Regions from separate parts of the Mus musculus genome. Here regions 1, 3, 4, 5 and 6 are each linked to region 2. The links are chromatin contacts, called in public promoter capture Hi-C maps. All regions are on one chromosome and are shown on one strand. Each heading gives the region's core, a stretch centred on a gene start, on an enhancer-like site or on the middle of the called end of the contact. The rest is flanking DNA. Distances are from core to core; before and after follow the strand shown. Region 1 holds the start of Rbmx2 (RNA binding motif protein, X-linked 2). Region 2 holds the start of Rap2c (RAP2C, member of RAS oncogene family). Region 3 holds the start of Mospd1 (motile sperm domain containing 1). Region 4 holds the start of Slc25a14 (solute carrier family 25 (mitochondrial carrier, brain), member 14). Region 5 holds the start of Utp14a (UTP14A small subunit processome component). Region 6 holds the start of Fam122b (family with sequence similarity 122, member B).

Region 1 (2,801 bases), core at 5-2,504, 2.3 Mb after region 2:
GAGCTTTCCTGACAGGTGTCTACTGGCCAGATGACTTAAAGCTCTGTTGGATTATGTCTGAAGGAAGGGGCACACTAGTATGTAACATGTAGGTTTCCTGAAAATGTCCTGGTATCTACCCAGGGCCAGGGGTGTACTCCAGACTCTATTCTTTTCATCAGAAGTAGCTTTCCCTGATCCTGTCACATTTTCAGGTGGCCTTTCAAATGTTCAGCCGGAGTAAAGCTAATTTTGAATCAAGCCTTAATGTCTTCAAATCCAGCTAATGTCTGACCAGGTACATCACGGTACAGCTAAGGACTAGGAGCAGAAGCCCAGGAGAGGAGAAAAATCATTGTGAGGAAGGGCAGACACACACACGATCGGTATGTGACCGTGACGAAGAGCACAAGCCCCACAGTTTTGAAGTGCTGCAGCATGTGACCTTAAGCAAGTCCAGTAACCTGTCTGCGCCTCCGTTTCTTTGACATCGTGATAGGTTGACTGTGGAATGAACTGTCTCTGAGCAGCCAAGTAGCAAGGTTTTGAATAGAATGAAAGGCAAATACCAATTCTAAGAAGCGCTGAAGGCAACTGAAAAGTGGACCTGTGAGCAGAGGAGCTTCCAGAGTGTGAGGTGATGAGCTTGTTCAGAAGCGATGACCAGGGGCACTAAATAACCGGGGGAGGGGGCATAGGGAGGAGAGGGGAAGGGGTGGAGAGAGGAGAGGAGAGGGATGAGGAGGGGAGGGGAGGGGAGAGGGATGGAGAGGGATGGGGAGGGGAGGGGAAGGGACGGGGCGGACTCTGAAAGGCACTGCTGGAGAAAAATGGGGACCTCACCAACAAAGATCCAGGCGCTGTGCTTGTATTCCGAGTGCCAAGACACCTTTTCCGCCACTCCAAGTTGAACCTCTCGCTCATTCAGTTCATTGATCAGCTTCACCTTAGTCAGAGGGCTGCGCGGGTGGCAGGCAAGCCGGTAAGTGCGATAAGTACTTTTCCTCCCAGCCCGCCCTCTCCCTACCGAGCTTCTCCCGCCCGGAGGCCCGGAGGGCGAGGACCGGTCCCCGCCCTTTCTGGGCGGCCATCCTCAAGCCACTCTCCCTTCCGCGGAGAACACTCCCGCCCCTATCCGCAGAGAAACAGAATCCTTACTTCATATTCGCATCTTCGCGCGGCTCGCTTCAGACGACAACAGCTTCCGGGTGAGGCTCCAAAGCGCTCCCGCGACCCGAACACCCAGCTCAGATTGGAGCACGGGGCCCGCGAGGCGGAACTTCCGCCGGAAGTTCCGGCCCGCTAAGCCCTGGCGCCTGCGCAGTAAGGTGAAGGTGCTTTCTCAGGCATTCGCTCCTGTGGAGGGACAGTTCCCAAGTCAGTCCCCGCCCCCTTTTTGATGGAGAGCGATGGGGGGACCCTGTGTTCCTCTGCCAGTCGGAATTAAATGCCCACGTATAAACAAGCAGGCAAAAATTAGCATTGTCAAACTAGTACCTATCAACTAAAGAGTTAGAGAACTTAAAGGTTGTGAATGAGAGACAATTTATGCACGTTATCTCTGTTAGATCTCAAACCCCAGGCTAAGGCTCACACCATTGGCTCCTCCCAGCACTCCTCACCCTGCCCCTACCCTAAACCTCTGCCTCCCAGGGGGCGGCTCACTTTCTGCCATTTGCATTTTTCATTCAATCTCTTGTTTGTTTCCTTGTGTAGCCTTAGCTGTCTTGGAACTCGCTCTGTAGACCAGGCTGACCGCCCAACAACCCCATGAAATACAGTTACCATCCCCATTTTACAGAGGAAAAAAACTGAGCTTCAAAAAAATTAGCTTGAAGGTCTAGAGAGGTGGCTCAGTGGTTAAGACCATTTGCTGATTTTTTTCCAGAGAACCTGCACCCAAAACAGGTGGCTCACAACTCCAACTTCAGAAGATCCTCCTCTGGCCTCTGTGGGCACTTGCACTCACATAATTTCTGTCTTCTTCAGATAGAAATTCAGTTTTTCCAGCATATTTCTTAAGTAGGTTATTTTTTTCCCAATATATGTTTTTGCTTCCTTTGTCAAAAATTAAATAGGAATAGCTTTGGCATTTTATTCTGGATTCTCTTATTCTATTTCATTGATATTAATGTCTACTTTTATAGCAATACCAGGCTGTCCTTATGACTATAGGTCTATAGTAAAATTTGAGGTCAGGTCCTATAATGCTATCAGCATTGTTCTTATTCCTTGGGATTTCTTTTCTACCTATTGTCTTTTGTAGTTCCATATCAATTCTTGTGTTATTTTTCTAAACCTGTGAAATACATCAGAATTTTGAAAGGTGTTGCATGAAATCTGCAAATTAATTTTGGAAGTATACCCATTTTCACAATATTTATTCTACCAATTCAGAAGCATGGAACTCTCTTTTTCCCCCTGAGACGTGGTCTCACTATAGAGCTTGTGACTCTCCTGGCATTCACTTTGTAGAGCGGGCTGGCCTGAAATTCACAGAGATCCACCTGTCTCTGCCTCCCAAATGTTGTGGTTAGAGGCAGTATGGAACTCTTAAGGTAAGAGACAACATGTAATATTCTCTTTTGAGGCTGATCAGAATATTACGTCTCCATCATTAGGGCCAGAGGTAGAACTCAGAATCCATTCTTTTAACAAGAGGAAGTAACTTTCTCTTAATGAGCTTTAACAAGGCTCTGATACCTCCACCTTTACATATGGCATTCTAAACCTTAAAGAAAGGAAAGATTATTCTAATGGAGGGGCCCATCCTCCAAACTTACTAATGTCTGTCTAGCTACCTAACAAAGAGAAAACATGAT
Region 2 (2,743 bases), core at 170-2,669:
CTGCTGATCCCTTTGAGCCTTGTGATATATTTTTTTAAAGTTTCATATTTGCTGAGGGAGGTGAGGCAAATGTGCCAACTGATAAAGTACAGAGTGCCATACATGACTAAAACAGCACCTTCAAAAATCAAGAGCCCACACCAACTCTAAGGGTCCTTTGCATACTTTGCTTCGGAAACATATCAAGTGGAAAGAAATAATAGCTAAGAGAATTAACTTCCTAAACTGTTTTATTTTCCCAGTAACTTCCAGCCGAGGGATATCTGGTGTTCTCAGCACTTAGATTATTGGCTGGCGGTCTCGGGCCAGGGAGGGAATCAGGTCCTCAGAAGCAGCTGCTCGACACCTAGAAGCCTAGGGACTTGGGCGGGCCCGGGGTCGAGCCATATGGCCGACCGCTCAGGGCGTGAAGGCTGGAGCTGAAGGTTTCCCCGAAGCGCCCTTTCTCAAGGCCATTGCCCCGACCTGTAACCCGGCCGGGCGGCCCGGCTCGCTCGCTCTCTCGGCGCTCGGCAGGGCGCGGCCCTAGCGCCACCCGGCTCGCCCCGAAGAAGAGGTGGGACTTTCCCCACCGGAAGTGAACGCGTCCAGTCTCGGGGAATTGGGGCACCTCAGCCAGTGTGTCAGGGAAACCCTTCCGGGTTTATATTGGGGGTGGGGGGTGGGGGGTGGGGGGTAGGGGAGGAAAAAAAAAAAGAGGTGGGTTCAACCGGAGTCCCTGCGGCCACCGCCGCCGCCACCGCCGCCGCCGGTCCGCCCCCGCCCCTTCCCCGTCCTTCCGCTAGCAGCAGGGCCCGGGCGGCCCGGTGGCCATGGCCTTGGCTTGACTTAGCCTCCCGGGCGGCTGGGAGCGTGTGGCCAGGACAGCAGGGTAAGCGGCGGCAGAGGTGGCGGCTGCGGGCGCCAGCGTGGAGGTCAGGCAACACCTAACGCGCGTCCCCTTCTTCCCTCTTCCCCGTTCCCCTCCCCCCCCCCCCCCGTTACAGGTCACACGAGCTCCGCGGGACCCTGGGGGCCCAGAGACCCCGCCCCAGCGATAGCGAGCGAGCGAGCGCGCGCGCGCGCGCGGCGGGGCCCGGAGGCTTCGGGCCGGCTCGGCAGGCAGCGGCGCCGGCAGGAAGCGGGGACCCCGGGCCCCTTTGTGTGTGTGTGCGCGCAGGGCGGGGGGGAGGGGTGGCGGGCAGCCCCCGGCCGCCAGGCCCCCGCCCCTTCCCGCGTGGGGGTGCGCCGCGGCTCCCCCCAACCGTCGCTCGGACGCTCGCCGGCGCGCCCTCCTCCCCACGCCCCCCAGGCCGCCCTGGGTTCCTATAGGAAGGGCATCAGCATCCCATCCCCACCCACCCGACGACACTTGGCTCTTTTCCCCTCCCCCTCCTGGAACTTCCTCCTCGTCCCCGGTCGGGCCCTCCGCCTCTCTCCGCACTCTCCTCCCCAGTTCGCACATTTCCGCCCACCTTCCGCCTGGCCTTGCCGCAGCGCAGCTAGCGGGGTGTTATTTTTTCCCCCCCTTGGGTAAGGAGTTGGTGAAGGTGAGACTCATGAGGGAATACAAGGTAGTGGTGTTAGGGAGCGGAGGGGTTGGCAAATCTGCCCTCACCGTGCAGTTTGTCACCGGGACTTTCATTGAGAAATATGACCCCACCATTGAAGATTTCTACCGCAAAGAGATCGAAGTGGACTCTTCCCCGTCAGTACTGGAAATCCTGGACACCGCAGGAACCGAGCAGTTTGCCTCCATGAGAGATCTGTACATCAAGAACGGCCAAGGTTTCATCCTGGTGTATAGTTTGGTTAATCAACAGTCTTTTCAGGTAATCAAACCAAGTCTTGTAATTTCTTTGAAGGGGGTGTGGTAATCCTACATGTACTTCTCATTTGCTTGAGCTGTGCGTTAATGAGCGTGTTTGGCTTTTGAAAGTTTGGCATGGTATGGAAAAGCCCTGGATTGTTTCTGTAGAGAGTGCTAAAGTAACAGACATCGACAAATATTTTAAAGTTATTTTTAAGGAAAAGAAAAGTGAAAAGGAAATAGGTCAGCCTGAGTATTTTTAGCCCTACGGTACAACCTGAAGTTGTTTATTCACTTCAACAAGTATCGATTAACGTGTTCACAAAACCTTCCGTAGATAACCTCAAGTGCGGAGCACGGTGGGCTGGGCGAAATTGTTTGAAGTCCATTCTCTCGTACACTGAGCTAAAACCTGTGTGCCTGCTTTTCCTTCCCCCTGCTCTCCTAGCTCCTAAGGTCCTCAGCTTGAAGCCTAAATCTCAGTGGTGCAAAATGCGGGCTAGGCCTGCTTTCTTGGCATTTTTCTTAGGGGAATGCAGCCGAAAGGGGAAGTTGCTGCTCTAAAAGACTAGTACCTAGGATTCCTAACCCACAGAAAGCAAGGATGACTCTCCTTTTCTCCCGTCGAGCCATATCGTTTCTGCCATCGTAGCCTATACTTACAGAAAAATATGTGGGACTGGGAACGCAGATTTCTTAGCCCAGTGGGGTAGCCAACCTGGATCTGGTCCAGTTGCTTCAGAAAATCCCTCCATCCCTCACCGGGAACTAGACTGAAGTTAACGTTATTTTAAGAGATGCACTAATTGTTGCTATTTATTCCTTGAAAATAAATGACCTTATATTGACCCGTTATATTGACCTCCATTGATTTAGGAAACGGATTTTTTTTCTGCATTTAAAGGTATGCACTTAATGTTGCTTACTTAAGAAATATTAAGTGCCTTAGCCAGA
Region 3 (2,765 bases), core at 263-2,762, 2.4 Mb before region 2:
CCTCTTCTGAGGGAATAGGACATGGTTACCTATATCAGGAAGAATTGCAAAACAGAATTAGCAGTGTTCTTTGCTAGTAGAATAGGGGTCAACAGTTTTTATGAAAGCGTCTGGTGGATTTAGTGGTACATGCCTGTAATCCCAGCATGATAGGAGGATCACTGCAAGTTAGAACCATCTTGGCCTCCATAACGTGTGTCAGACCAGCTAGCGCTATAGTCAGGCCACGTTTCAGACAAACAAATAAGACATGTCGTTCTTATGGAAGATTCTGAAAGGTTAGTTGGGAAAGTGACATTTCCCCTGGATCCTGAAAGATAGGTGTTCAAAAGACAGATAAGAGCATTGCACAAAGTCTGTGAGTAAAGGTCTCAGAGCCTAGGGCCCAAGTGATATCTACTGTTATAGACCCATTGATTAAGAGTAATGAGGAAGGTTTTGGGTCTTATACTTGTGCAGAGGGTACCCTTGGACCGTATTGTTCCTTTTTGAACATAATTAAGTTTGAATTTTGAAGTGTTTTCCATTTCATTTACTTTTCTTTTTTGAGACAGGGTTTCTCTATCCTGGCTGTCTTGTGTCCAGCACACTGGGTCTTGCTAGGTAGGCCAGGCTGCTGAGATATGAAGTCCTTGGGGTCTTTGGGACTTTGCCCCTTTGGTGCTTGACTTAACAGTTGTCCATTGTTCCTAGCCGAAAAGTCTTTTCTCTCTCATTTGTTGTTTGCTTGGTGTTGAGATGGGGTCTCATATATAAGCAGGCTGGCCTCAGTCTCAAAGATCTACTGCTTCCCCTTCTAAGTGCTAGGATTAAAGCCCTGTAGCAGCATACCTGCCTGAAAGACTCTAAGAATAGAGTACAGACCTGAGAATAGAGATTTCCCCTTTAAAAGTCAATTGTTATTTTGTAACTCAAATTTGTCTTAACTCAGGATCCTCCTGCCTCAGCCTTTGAATACTGGGATTATAGTCTTGTTCTACCATGCCAGGCTTGAAAAGCTTTAAGTAGAACAGCAGGGTCACCTATACCTTAGACTGAGCCAACTGGATTGCTGTCTGGGCAATAGTTTAGACAAAGTAACAGTAGAAAGAATGAATCCAAATAGGAAGCTACTGTAGCAGCATGAACAAATCCTGAACAGTCTGCTTTGCGCCGATGATAGAGTGGAGAAAGAGAGCTAGTGCTTAATACAGAGTCTCAGAGGAAGAGTCACAAGCCTTGGGTATTCATTGTATGGAATGCATTCTGAGTTGGGGAGAGGAGTGAATGAGGCAGACGTCAAAGGTCACCACCAAATGAGTGCAAAGAGATTGCACTCAGAGAAAGCCTCTAATCCTCTGGGGGCGGGTGAGGGGGGCGGAGGAAAAGGAGGGGCGGCCAGAGGACAAAGGAAGTAGTTTGAAGCATAGAGAAGGAAGAAACCCCAGAAGCCAGGTGGCAACACAGAAGCCCCGCCCCCGGCTAGACCCCGCCCCGGGCCCGCCTTTCCTTCCTCTTCTCACCCACCCCCCAGTTGCGACTCATCCTCCTGGGCGGGGAGAGGTGGCAGTCGAGTCCTCCCATATCCCAGCAGGCAGTGCAGTCTGGAGACTCTGACAAAGGAGCAGGGAGCAGTCGCAGCTGCTTTCCGAGGAGCCAGTGTTGCTGAGGTGAGAGTCCCTCAATGTCCCGTCACCCACTTTCTCTGACTTGCGGGGAAGACATGGAACTTACATGGCTGAGACCTCCCCCTCCGGTGTAGACAATGCCAGTACCCGTAGCCAGAGCTTGGCTCTGTGACTGACAGCAGGGCTGTTCAGTGCCGGGCTAAGGTGGGTGGCGGGGACCGGGCAGCGGGTCCACCGTTCTTGGACTGTTGGTGGCCCTTCTGCAGGGTCTCCAGGGCCAGCAGAGTTGTGTAGCTACCCCTGCCTAGACGAAGGCAGCCTCCGAAACCTCCCGCTGCCTGCCCGACAAGAGTTCAGTTGCCTTGGGGATGCAGCTCTAGGGACAACTCTTTGGCGGACATTGCCTGGAGGGCTGTGGGAGGGAAGTCAGTCGACTACCTAGTTTGGGATGACCCTGTCCTCGCCCTTCCTGCAGTTCAGCCGTTCCCCCCCGCGAGCAACTGGACGGAAACGGGGCGGGGGGCGACCGGAGCCAGGCGTCCCAGGATGGCTTTGCCTGAAGGGGCATGAAGGAAAGTAGAGAGACTGGGAGGGAGGGTGGTTGGTGGTCGAAGCAAGTATCTTCTTGGAATTACATAGGGGAGAAAGGAGGTAAGTGGCCTGTATCCTTACCCCTCCCTGGACCTCTGCACAGATCCTGATGGTTGCACCAGCTGCTCAGCTGTAAACAGGCTCACATGACCAGTTTCACATGGAGCCGGGTAGTGTGGAGATAGGGCTGTAAAGGCTGGGCCCCAAGCAGGTGGGGCTGGTCTTAGGCAGGAAGGTTTTAGCCCCTCCCTAGACCTCAGCCCTTAATCTTCTGCTGTTTCCCTCTGGGGAAAGTAACTGACATTTGTCTTTCTCTCACTGAAGTAGCATTGCTGTGCTAGTAGAATGGAAGGAAAGTTCACTTGGGAAAGCCACAGGGCAAGTAAGAAGTGCAAAGGGTCCTAGTATTTTGTCCTTTAAGGACATTTTAAGAGAAAGTAACCCTGAAAAAAAGTTCAAGTTCCTAAATTTTGCCTAAAAGGCAGTCCTGTTCTATTGGAACACTTTTTGTTTTTAATGTGAATTCCAGACAGGAGAAAGTCTACTCTTTTCGGGAAAGGCACACAT
Region 4 (2,700 bases), core at 187-2,686, 2.4 Mb after region 2:
CTGAGTTCAAATCCCAGCAACCACACGGTGGCTCACAACCATCCGTAATGAGATCTGATGCCCTCTTCTGGAGTGTCTGAAGATAGCTACAGGGTACTTACATATAATAAATAAATAAATCTTTAATATAAAAAAAAGGAGCAGGGAAGGGAGACATCTAGGTGGGGTAAGATGTGCAAATGCGCACACTCATGTAGAAATGTGCACCAATGGTTTGTACTGAGACAGAAATGAAGGACCCGAGCAGAATAAGCAATAAATTTGTTGGCTGAAACAAGTAAAAGGGGTAGATTCTACTGGAAGGCTTGGAAACAAGGTGCTGGAGGAAGACTAGATCTATTAATAGGCAAGTGAATTAAGGTAATAGCCTATTGTAATTAGCTACTAGGGACCCCGAGCACGGTGGATTGCAAACAGAAGAGGTAGGAAAATAGCTTAGGAGAGTGGGAAGCAGGCAAAAAAAAAAAAAAAGAATGCTAATTGACAATGAGGTTAAACTGTTGAGACATTGACAAAAGACACTTCATGATATAAATGAAGAGGAGGAAAGAGTTAATTTCTAGTCTAGGCATCTCTATGGTTTGGGCAAGGACACACTGGTAGAAAACTATAAATGTCCCTGCTACTACCTTGTCTGAGAAACAAAATTCATGTTGATAATAGCTGTGATCCCAATCAAGTAACTGAACTGCATTTTAATAGATGCCTTCAATGCCTGAACCTCACGAGTGACAGGGGGATAGGAAGTGATGGGGAGCATCTTTCAACAGCATCCCTCACACTTATACAATGGAGGGGGTTGCTTACTCCGCTTACAATCACTGCCGCCGTTGCAAACTTCACCCTTAGAAAAATTAGGATTATTCCGGGAAAGATACCCATTCACCCTCTGGGTGCAGGATCTTGCCAGTTCCTCGGCTGTCAGAGCGAGTTCGTAGAGAGAAGGGAGGCGCCTGAAGGAGGCGGCCTCCCGGGGGGTCGAGGAAGCAGAGCTCAATCGAAGAAGTAAAGCCACCGATGCCAGAAGAGTGAAAGACAGGGAAGGGACTCAGCTGAGGGGAGAGAGAGAGATCAAAGGACCGTTAAGCCCCTCCCAGGCCGGGAACCAAGCCAACCCGGCCCCGCGCGGCCTGGCGCGGCCCAGCCCCGCTCCCCAACCTGGAAGTCCAGGAGCATCCCCCTCACCTGCTCAAGCTCAGCAGACGACTGGGAAGCGGAGGCTACCACAGTAGGAAACGCCACCGCAGCGCCAACCCGGAAGCATTGAAACCGACGGAAGTAACCAAGGCGTCGCCTCGGCAACAGTGGCGCAGCCATCCTAAACTCCGCCCACTCCTAGCCTGGAAAAAGCAAGGCGCGAATGAAAGGAAACCATTAAATTCAAAAGGCCAGAGTCCAGAATCCTGTGCAAAAAGGTCGGCAGCTAGCCACCCGCCTTCCTGCAGGCTTCGGGAGAGAGAGCTAAGGCGTGGGAGTGTAGTAGCTTGTGCAGCTTAGGTGCTCACCAGTGAGAGCAGAGGAGGCGCCTTGTCACCCGCCCACGCTGCATTTACCAGCCAGAGCAGAGGCTCTGCTTTGCCTTTTTAAAAAAATGAGAGAAGGTGGGTGGGGCGTCACGTGGAGGGAGGTGGAGTAAAAGGATTTAAGATACGAGTGGGAGAAGAAGCTCTTTTGTCTTTTTCTGGAACCCTTTTTTAGTGGGTTGCCTCATTAAGCCTTGGTATGAAGGTTTGTGCCTAGTCCTATTGTATCTTGATATGCCATGTTTGGTTGATATCCCTGGGAGGCTGGCTCTTTTCCGAAGGGAAACAGAGAAAGGAATGGATCCGGGAGAGGGGACTGAGAGGAGGATGGGAAAACTGGTTAGGATGTTAATATATGAGAGAAGACGAAGTAAATATTTTTCTAAGTGAGAGATTTTTAAGATGCAACTGAGGACTAGAAGCTGAGCAGAATTTAGAGACTGAACCTACGGTCAGAAAGGGAAATAAAAATGGGGGAAGCAAATAACCCTTATCTGGTGAATGTCAGACAGCAGTCGCTGAAAAATTATGAACATGCCTTGTTCTCAAAGCCCAGAGACAAACTTGGGAACAAGTTGGAAACAGAAAGGGCACCATGAAAAGTTAAAACAAATGAATCTGGAGAAAATAATGGAAAGAGTGTAGCTCTTAATCCGCACCTCACGATCAGCTAAGTCAAGTTTAAACGCCAGCTTCGGATCCCAGTTCTCAGGGCCATTAGAGGAGAACTAGACACTTCTGGGGGAATCCATTAGCTATATTAAGGCTACACCCATTACTTTTAACGTGTCACAGTTTCCACAATCACATGAGAGTTAATAAAAGTGTTTGTTGTTTACATAAGTATAAATAGGTGACTTCAAGGCCTATGGTCCTAAGAGATTATTTGTTGAATGGATGAATTTTTAAATTCATTTATTCCAAAAGAATCTTCCACATCTCATTCACATTTTTTCACTTAAATTCTTACAGCAGCACACATTATAATAGATAGCGTTGGTTCTGTGATGGCAAGAGCTTTTTTTTTTTTTTTGCTTGCTATTTCCTTATAAAGTATAAAGTTGATATACTTATTTTCCCGTCCTAACAACTAAGAAAAATAAGGTCATAAAAGTTAAGCAGAGTTTTGTCATAACTGGCAGAATTCAGATTTCACCTTGAGACTGACTTCAGAGCC
Region 5 (2,762 bases), core at 86-2,585, 2.8 Mb after region 2:
CTGTGGGTCAAAACCCACAGGGGTGTGTGTGTGTGTGGGGGGGGCAAAAGGTCCATTCCCATGGGTCATGTGTCAGATATCCCGCATTTCAGACATTATTCATGTTACAATTCATAACAGTAGCAAAAGTGCAGTTATGAAGAAGCAAGGAAAGTAATTTTATGGTTTATGTTTTGGGAGGTGGTCATGAACCCCAGAACATGAGGAACTGTAGTAAAGGGTTGAGCAGCACTAGGAAGGTGGAGAACTATTGATCTAAACAAATATCTGTTTGCTCAGTTCTGAGTATTCTTATCTGAGAAGAGGTGCAAAAAAACAAAACAGAAGGTAATTAGTTAAAGTGTTTTTAGAAGGGGGTCAGGCATCACTTCCAAGATGACAATATCGGCATGGGAAAGACAACACTGGTTAGTGGCTGACCCTGCACTTCTGTTACTTACTATGCTTCAATTTCCCACTGACGCTACTGCTGTCTTTTGAGGCAAAGGCAGTTTCCTATTAACTATTTAAACGTGTATTTTATTTTATTTTTTGAGACAAGAGTTGTTCGGTGTAACCTTAGCTGTCCTGGAACTCGCTTTGTAGACCAGCCTGACCTCACACTTGGAGATTGGCTTGCTTTTACCTCCCAAGTGCTGAGATTAAAGGCGTGTGCCGCCACCAACTGGGAAACCTTTTAAACATTCGAAAACATTCTATTAATGCTTCTATGGATCTCCCACCGGTCAGGTGCCTTGATTAAGTGCAACTTATTAAAAATGTAATCTTGATAATTTGTTCGCATAACTGAGGACGTAGGGTAATGGTTGAAACCAACTGTATAAATGGGTGTTTAAGGTGATTAGAATTTAGGAAAAACCTACTATTACTTAACAGTGGATCTCGGTATTTACTAAGCAAACATTACCAAAGCGACTACATTTAGATTTTTCTAACGTTGAGGGGTAACATGAAATACCTGTTAGGTCTGGCACAACTTGGCACTCTCACAGACGGCGCATGTTGCGCGTGGCAGAGGCAGAAAATGCGCACGTGACAAATAAAGGGAAATCAATAGTAACTTTGCCAAGAGTCGGACGACCATCAGACCTAACAGCGATGCAACTTAAGAGCCGAGAAACTGAGGAGCAAAGCCAATTTAAATTAAGGGACTTTAGGATTCCTAGCCGATACATTAACTACTGGCAGGGTTTGGGGAGGCGAATCTCTAACAAACAGCAGTTCGGCTTCCACTTCCCTAAATACAGGAAATTCAGCCCTCAAAAATACCCGGGAATCTCCTTTCCCTTTTACGTCTTACCCCTTCGTAGCTTTGATAGAGTTCATCGCTGTCGCCGGTAACTCACATGGGTCAGGAACGGAAACCAAAGAGAGAGCAAGCTCCTTGCCTGCCGCAAAGCAAATTTTGCTTCCGCTAATCACGCGCGACAACGCGCGTCATTTCCGCCCAGGGGGAGGCTTGCAAAGTATTGTAGGCGCTCCAGGATTGGTCGATGGAAAAGCCGGCTGCCTGCCAGTTGGTCCGCACTGCCGGTGGGTGGGACTTGCCGGTCCCCATTCTTCTGAGAGGTTTTTATTTAGGTTGGCGGTATTGGTTCCCTGGCATTCGGTTTTCTTGCGGTCCGAGATTAGTGTGGTGAGGGCGAGGGTGCTGCGCTGTCAGGGACGGAGCTAAAACCAAAACCAATCAAACCAAAACAAAGCCTCCAGGGCCAGGCCCCGTTGGACTCTGTCGCACAGCTCTGGACTGGCCAGCCCCAGACTGTGTTGGACTCCTGCCAGATCAAGGGGACGGGAACGTAGCAAGTTTCTATCCATCTGAAGAGAAATTCTTTTTGAGCCGGTGTACCTGTGATTACAGCTCATTGTCCCCTTTTCCTATACAAGAAAATGTCACTCGAGAATGTGTTATGAGGCAGAAAGATCTCTTCTTGCTCCATCCGGTGCAACATAGTAGGACCCATACACACATGCACGCACACACAATCTTATTTTATCCGGTCCATAGCTCACTAGTAAACTGCTTGCAGCACAGGCATGAGGCTGCAGTTTCTCAACTCTTGCTTTTTTTTTTTTTTTTTTTTTTTTCTTGTTTGAGACAGGCTAGCCTTAAATTGGTGATCCTCTTGCTTTAGCACCCGACCTGCTGAGATTACATGCTTTTGTGGTACCACGTCTGGCATAATTTGTAAATAATAAACCTATCTATGTGTGTGAGTGCATTTGCGTGTGCGTGCGCGTGTGTGTGTGCGCGCGCGTGTGTACGCATGCCATTGCACACGCGGAAATCAGGACAACCTGTAGGAATTCCTTTCACCATCTGGCTGCAGGGGATTAAATTTAGGTTGTCAGGGTTGGGGGGAGGGTGTCAAATGCTTTTGACCAGCCTGAGACTTCTTGCATAAAAACATTATTGCCATTTCTTTTAGGTCATTTCCATTTTGTTTTCTCCAACGGTTGCACTGAAATTTCTTATGGTAATCGGCAATGCTCTAAAATTCTTAAATAAAATAATACTTTCTAGTCTTTGTGGTCCCAGAATTGAATATGGGATTTGATAGTTGTTTTTGTTTTTCATTATTCATTCAGTAAAATTTTTTTAATCATTGACTATGTGCCAGGTTTTTAGGAGTTATTGATACATTGTTGAACAAAGCAGATATTTTCTATGGTTTCATAGACACAATTTTCCAGTGGGCTTAAGGACAATTTTTTAAAAATTATTTATTTTTACTTTACATCCTGCTCACTGCTCCCCTCCC
Region 6 (2,740 bases), core at 123-2,622, 2.3 Mb before region 2:
AGTTTCCTGACAAGCCTGACAACTTGAGTTTAACCCTTGGGACCTACATGGTGAAGTAGATTGGCTTCCTCCAGTTGTTTATTTAGCTTCAGATGTGGGCCATACCATCCATATACACAAAACAAACAAATAAATACACAAATTCACATTTTATAATCAGAAAGCATAAATGTTGAGGTGTAAAATGACAATTGTATAGGTTAACTTTATTATGGAGCAACCAAATTGAAGAGAAAATTATTTTTGCTAGATAGAAAAAAAAAGTAGTGTGTGTGTGTGTGTGTGTGTGTGTGTGTGTGTGCACGCACGCTAAAATAGAACATTGGACCCATTTGAGCTGAAATTCAGTGTGGTTGTGAGCCACCAGACGTGGATGGTTGAAACTGAACTCCTGTTTTTTACAAGAGCAGCAAATGCTCTTAACCACTTATAGGCGCTTAAGCACTGCTTGAGATGGATGCTGAGAACTCAGCTCAGGTCTTCTGGAAGAGCAACAAGAGCTCTCAAACATTCTCTAGCCATCTCTCTAGCCCTGTTTTGCTAATTTTCAAACCAATTTCGTAACTATTATATTTCCCATACTTTGTAATTTTGGGTGATTGAAAAGTATCTAGGAAGAGATATTTGTGTGGTTAAGATGAGATGATTTAATATTTTTTCAGTTGTTATAATACTTCCTTGCATGTAGTAAGTGCCATGAATGTTTTTAAAATTAATTTCAGCTGTCACATGCATCATATTATGATTGCTAGAATCTCCATAAGCCTTGGAAAGAAAACAAATCTTTTATTTTTGTCTAATGGAGCTGAGGAATTTAGTAAAGGGGGGGGGGGGCTGAAGAGATGATGGCTCAGAGGTTAACGGTGCTTGCTGCTGCTACAGGAGACTCGAGTTCTAATCCCAGAACCCATGTTGAGCAGTTCACAACGGCCTTCAACTGCCGCTCCAGGAGATCCAATGACCTCTCTGACCTCCATGGGAATGCACGCATGCACGCACGCGCATATTCCCACACAAAGACTTTCACATAAAAAAATATTTAAAGTGCCTGTGGATCACAAAGGTCAGAATACAAATTTGTAGTGAAATAACGTGAAAATCGCTTTCACTTGAATATTAGTCCAAACTACTAAAAACTGAGGCTTCAGTCTCCAAACTATTGGCTCTTTTCGAAATACGGCGCCAGGGTTCCCGGACCAATGCCACGCAGGAAGATTTTGGGCCCCCCTGGAAACGCCCCGCCCCTTTGAAGGCGGGTTGCGGAGAGAGGCTATTACGCCTGCGCCTTGGCCCCAGGATCATTGGAGCAGCCGTAAGGCGCATGCGCAGTGCCCAATGGGCGACAAGATGCGGAAGAGCTGGCCCCTCGGAGGCTCCCATTTCTGAAGCGTGGGAGGCAAAAGAGGCGGCAGGTTATAGAAATCAATTTGAGCTCCAGAGGGTCCCGCGGGTCATTAGAGCCAATAAGAGATAGAAGCAGCGCCGCGGTGGTGCAGAGGGCCGATCCCTTTTCTGAGTCGTGCAGGCGGGCAGGGACCAGGGAGTGAAAAGCGCCATCCCTGCGCTGAGGGGCCCCGGGGACCGGGGCCCAGAGCATGGCGGACTGGACAGAGACCCTGAGCATGTGGAGGTGGGGCAGCCGAGGCCGCCTGGCCAGCTGTCAAGTCCTCATTGCTAGCGCTGCAAAGGCAGCCTCTGTAAATGTAGCCGAGCCGCGCTTGCGGTCCTAGGCGGGAAAAATGACAGCTTGAGTTCTGCCACTGCCTAGTTTCCTCCCCTTTCTTCTCCTGTGCTTCCACATTCTCCCTCCTCCTCTTTTCCCATCCCTGTGCCCCTTCACCCTGACCTTTTTCCTCCTTTCCCACTTCTATGCTCTTTCATTAGTGCTATGCCCTGCATTTCCATCTATCCTTTATCAACCCCTGTGCCTCTTTTTCTTTCTCCCACCTTTGTCTTTCCTCCATCCCCTTTTTCATCCTGTCACCCTCCCAACACCAGCTCTATATCCTCCTCCGCCCGCCCTCCACATCCTTCCTCATCTGCATCCTCCTCTCCTACTTTTCTCCGCCCTCGCTCCCAAGCCTCCGCCCATTAGCCCCCGCCCCCAGCTGCCAGTCCCCAGCAGCTCAGTCCTGCAGTGAGTCCATAGCAAAGCACCAGGAGCCGAGAGCACTGCCGGCTGTGTTGCCTAGCAAGTATCCGAATGGCTCAGGAGAAAATGGATCTGGATTTTGAGGCTGACACATCTGAGGGGGCCACCCTGAGACGGTCCAACAGTGCTCCCCTGATCCATGTGCTCAGGTGAGCTGGACTGGGGAGGACGGAGTGTGGGGATCAGAGGTTTGTCCCTGGGCAAGAAGTCTTCCTTCCCGAAAGTGCCAGTTCGAGTTCATCTAGACTCCAAACTGAGGGGTTGAGGTCTTATTTTCTTAATAGTGACTTGGTTTCCTAGATGGAGGGAAAGTTTGACCTCACACTCTGGCCATGTCTGAGAAAGGGACCCTCCCTGTACCTGGGGGGGCCTTGCTGTGCAGTTCTAAAAGAGAATGTACGTAGTAGAAACCTGGCTCAGCTGACAGGTTGCTTGCCCTGGCTTATTTCCATCAGGGCAAATCAGGCTGAATCCCCTGAATTAGGCTTGTAACTTGACGCCTGTCTCTAAGAGGTGCTGTTTCTAAGCTGAGTTTAGGAACCCTGGCATTAACAGAGGTTTGCTTTAAGAAATCACAGTTTATCTAAT

The links. Promoter capture Hi-C pulls out the DNA fragments that hold promoters and counts their contacts. Capture Hi-C pulls out chosen DNA fragments and counts their contacts.
Region 1: a contact with region 2 is called in a promoter capture Hi-C map of erythroid cells, with 14 times the contacts expected there. The contact joins the promoter of Rbmx2 here to the promoter of Rap2c in region 2. A contact is called at or near these places in 3 of 39 promoter capture datasets (erythroid cells, liver and pre-B cells) and 2 of 9 other capture datasets (adipose tissue and liver).
Region 3: a promoter capture Hi-C map of erythroid cells shows a contact between it and region 2, with 16 times the contacts expected there. The contact joins the promoter of Mospd1 here to the promoter of Rap2c in region 2. A contact is called at or near these places in 2 of 39 promoter capture datasets (cranial neural crest and erythroid cells).
Region 4: a promoter capture Hi-C map of adipose tissue shows a contact between it and region 2, with 2.7 times the contacts expected there. The contact joins the promoter of Slc25a14 here to the promoter of Rap2c in region 2. A contact is called at or near these places in 2 of 39 promoter capture datasets (embryonic stem cells and liver), 1 of 484 Hi-C or Micro-C datasets (CD4 T cells) and 1 of 9 other capture datasets (adipose tissue).
Region 5: a contact with region 2 is called in a promoter capture Hi-C map of erythroid cells, with 52 times the contacts expected there. The contact joins the promoter of Utp14a here to the promoter of Rap2c in region 2.
Region 6: a promoter capture Hi-C map of erythroid cells shows a contact between it and region 2, with 30 times the contacts expected there. The contact joins the promoter of Fam122b here to the promoter of Rap2c in region 2. A contact is called at or near these places in 4 of 39 promoter capture datasets (erythroid cells, hippocampal neurons, maxillary cranial neural crest and 1 more).

Annotation. Positions count from the first base shown.
Region 1 is chrX:48,693,457-48,696,257 of GRCm38.p6, reverse strand. Rbmx2 (RNA binding motif protein, X-linked 2) reads right to left here and starts at 1,254. Exons shown (of 6, transcript NM_173376.3): 1 at 1,138-1,254; 2 at 823-938. The coding sequence starts at 1,142.
Region 2 is chrX:51,016,694-51,019,436 of GRCm38.p6, reverse strand. Rap2c (RAP2C, member of RAS oncogene family) reads left to right here and starts at 1,419. Exons shown (of 3, transcript NM_172413.2): 1 at 1,419-1,811. The coding sequence starts at 1,539.
Region 3 is chrX:53,369,306-53,372,070 of GRCm38.p6, reverse strand. Mospd1 (motile sperm domain containing 1) reads left to right here and starts at 1,512. Exons shown (of 6, transcript NM_001290514.1): 1 at 1,512-1,649.
Region 4 is chrX:48,622,314-48,625,013 of GRCm38.p6, reverse strand. It overlaps Slc25a14 (solute carrier family 25 (mitochondrial carrier, brain), member 14), which reads right to left and starts at 1,436. Exons shown (of 11, transcript NM_001166450.3): 1 at 1,186-1,436; 2 at 808-1,052. The coding sequence starts at 882.
Region 5 is chrX:48,255,507-48,258,268 of GRCm38.p6, reverse strand. It overlaps Utp14a (UTP14A small subunit processome component), which reads right to left and starts at 1,335. Exons shown (of 15, transcript NM_028276.1): 1 at 1,301-1,335. The coding sequence starts at 1,326. It overlaps Gm39511 (a long non-coding RNA gene), which reads left to right and starts at 1,477. Exons shown (of 3, transcript XR_882302.1): 1 at 1,477-1,533.
Region 6 is chrX:53,268,437-53,271,176 of GRCm38.p6, reverse strand. Fam122b (family with sequence similarity 122, member B) reads left to right here and starts at 1,372. Exons shown (of 9, transcript NM_001166365.2): 1 at 1,372-2,301. The coding sequence starts at 2,204.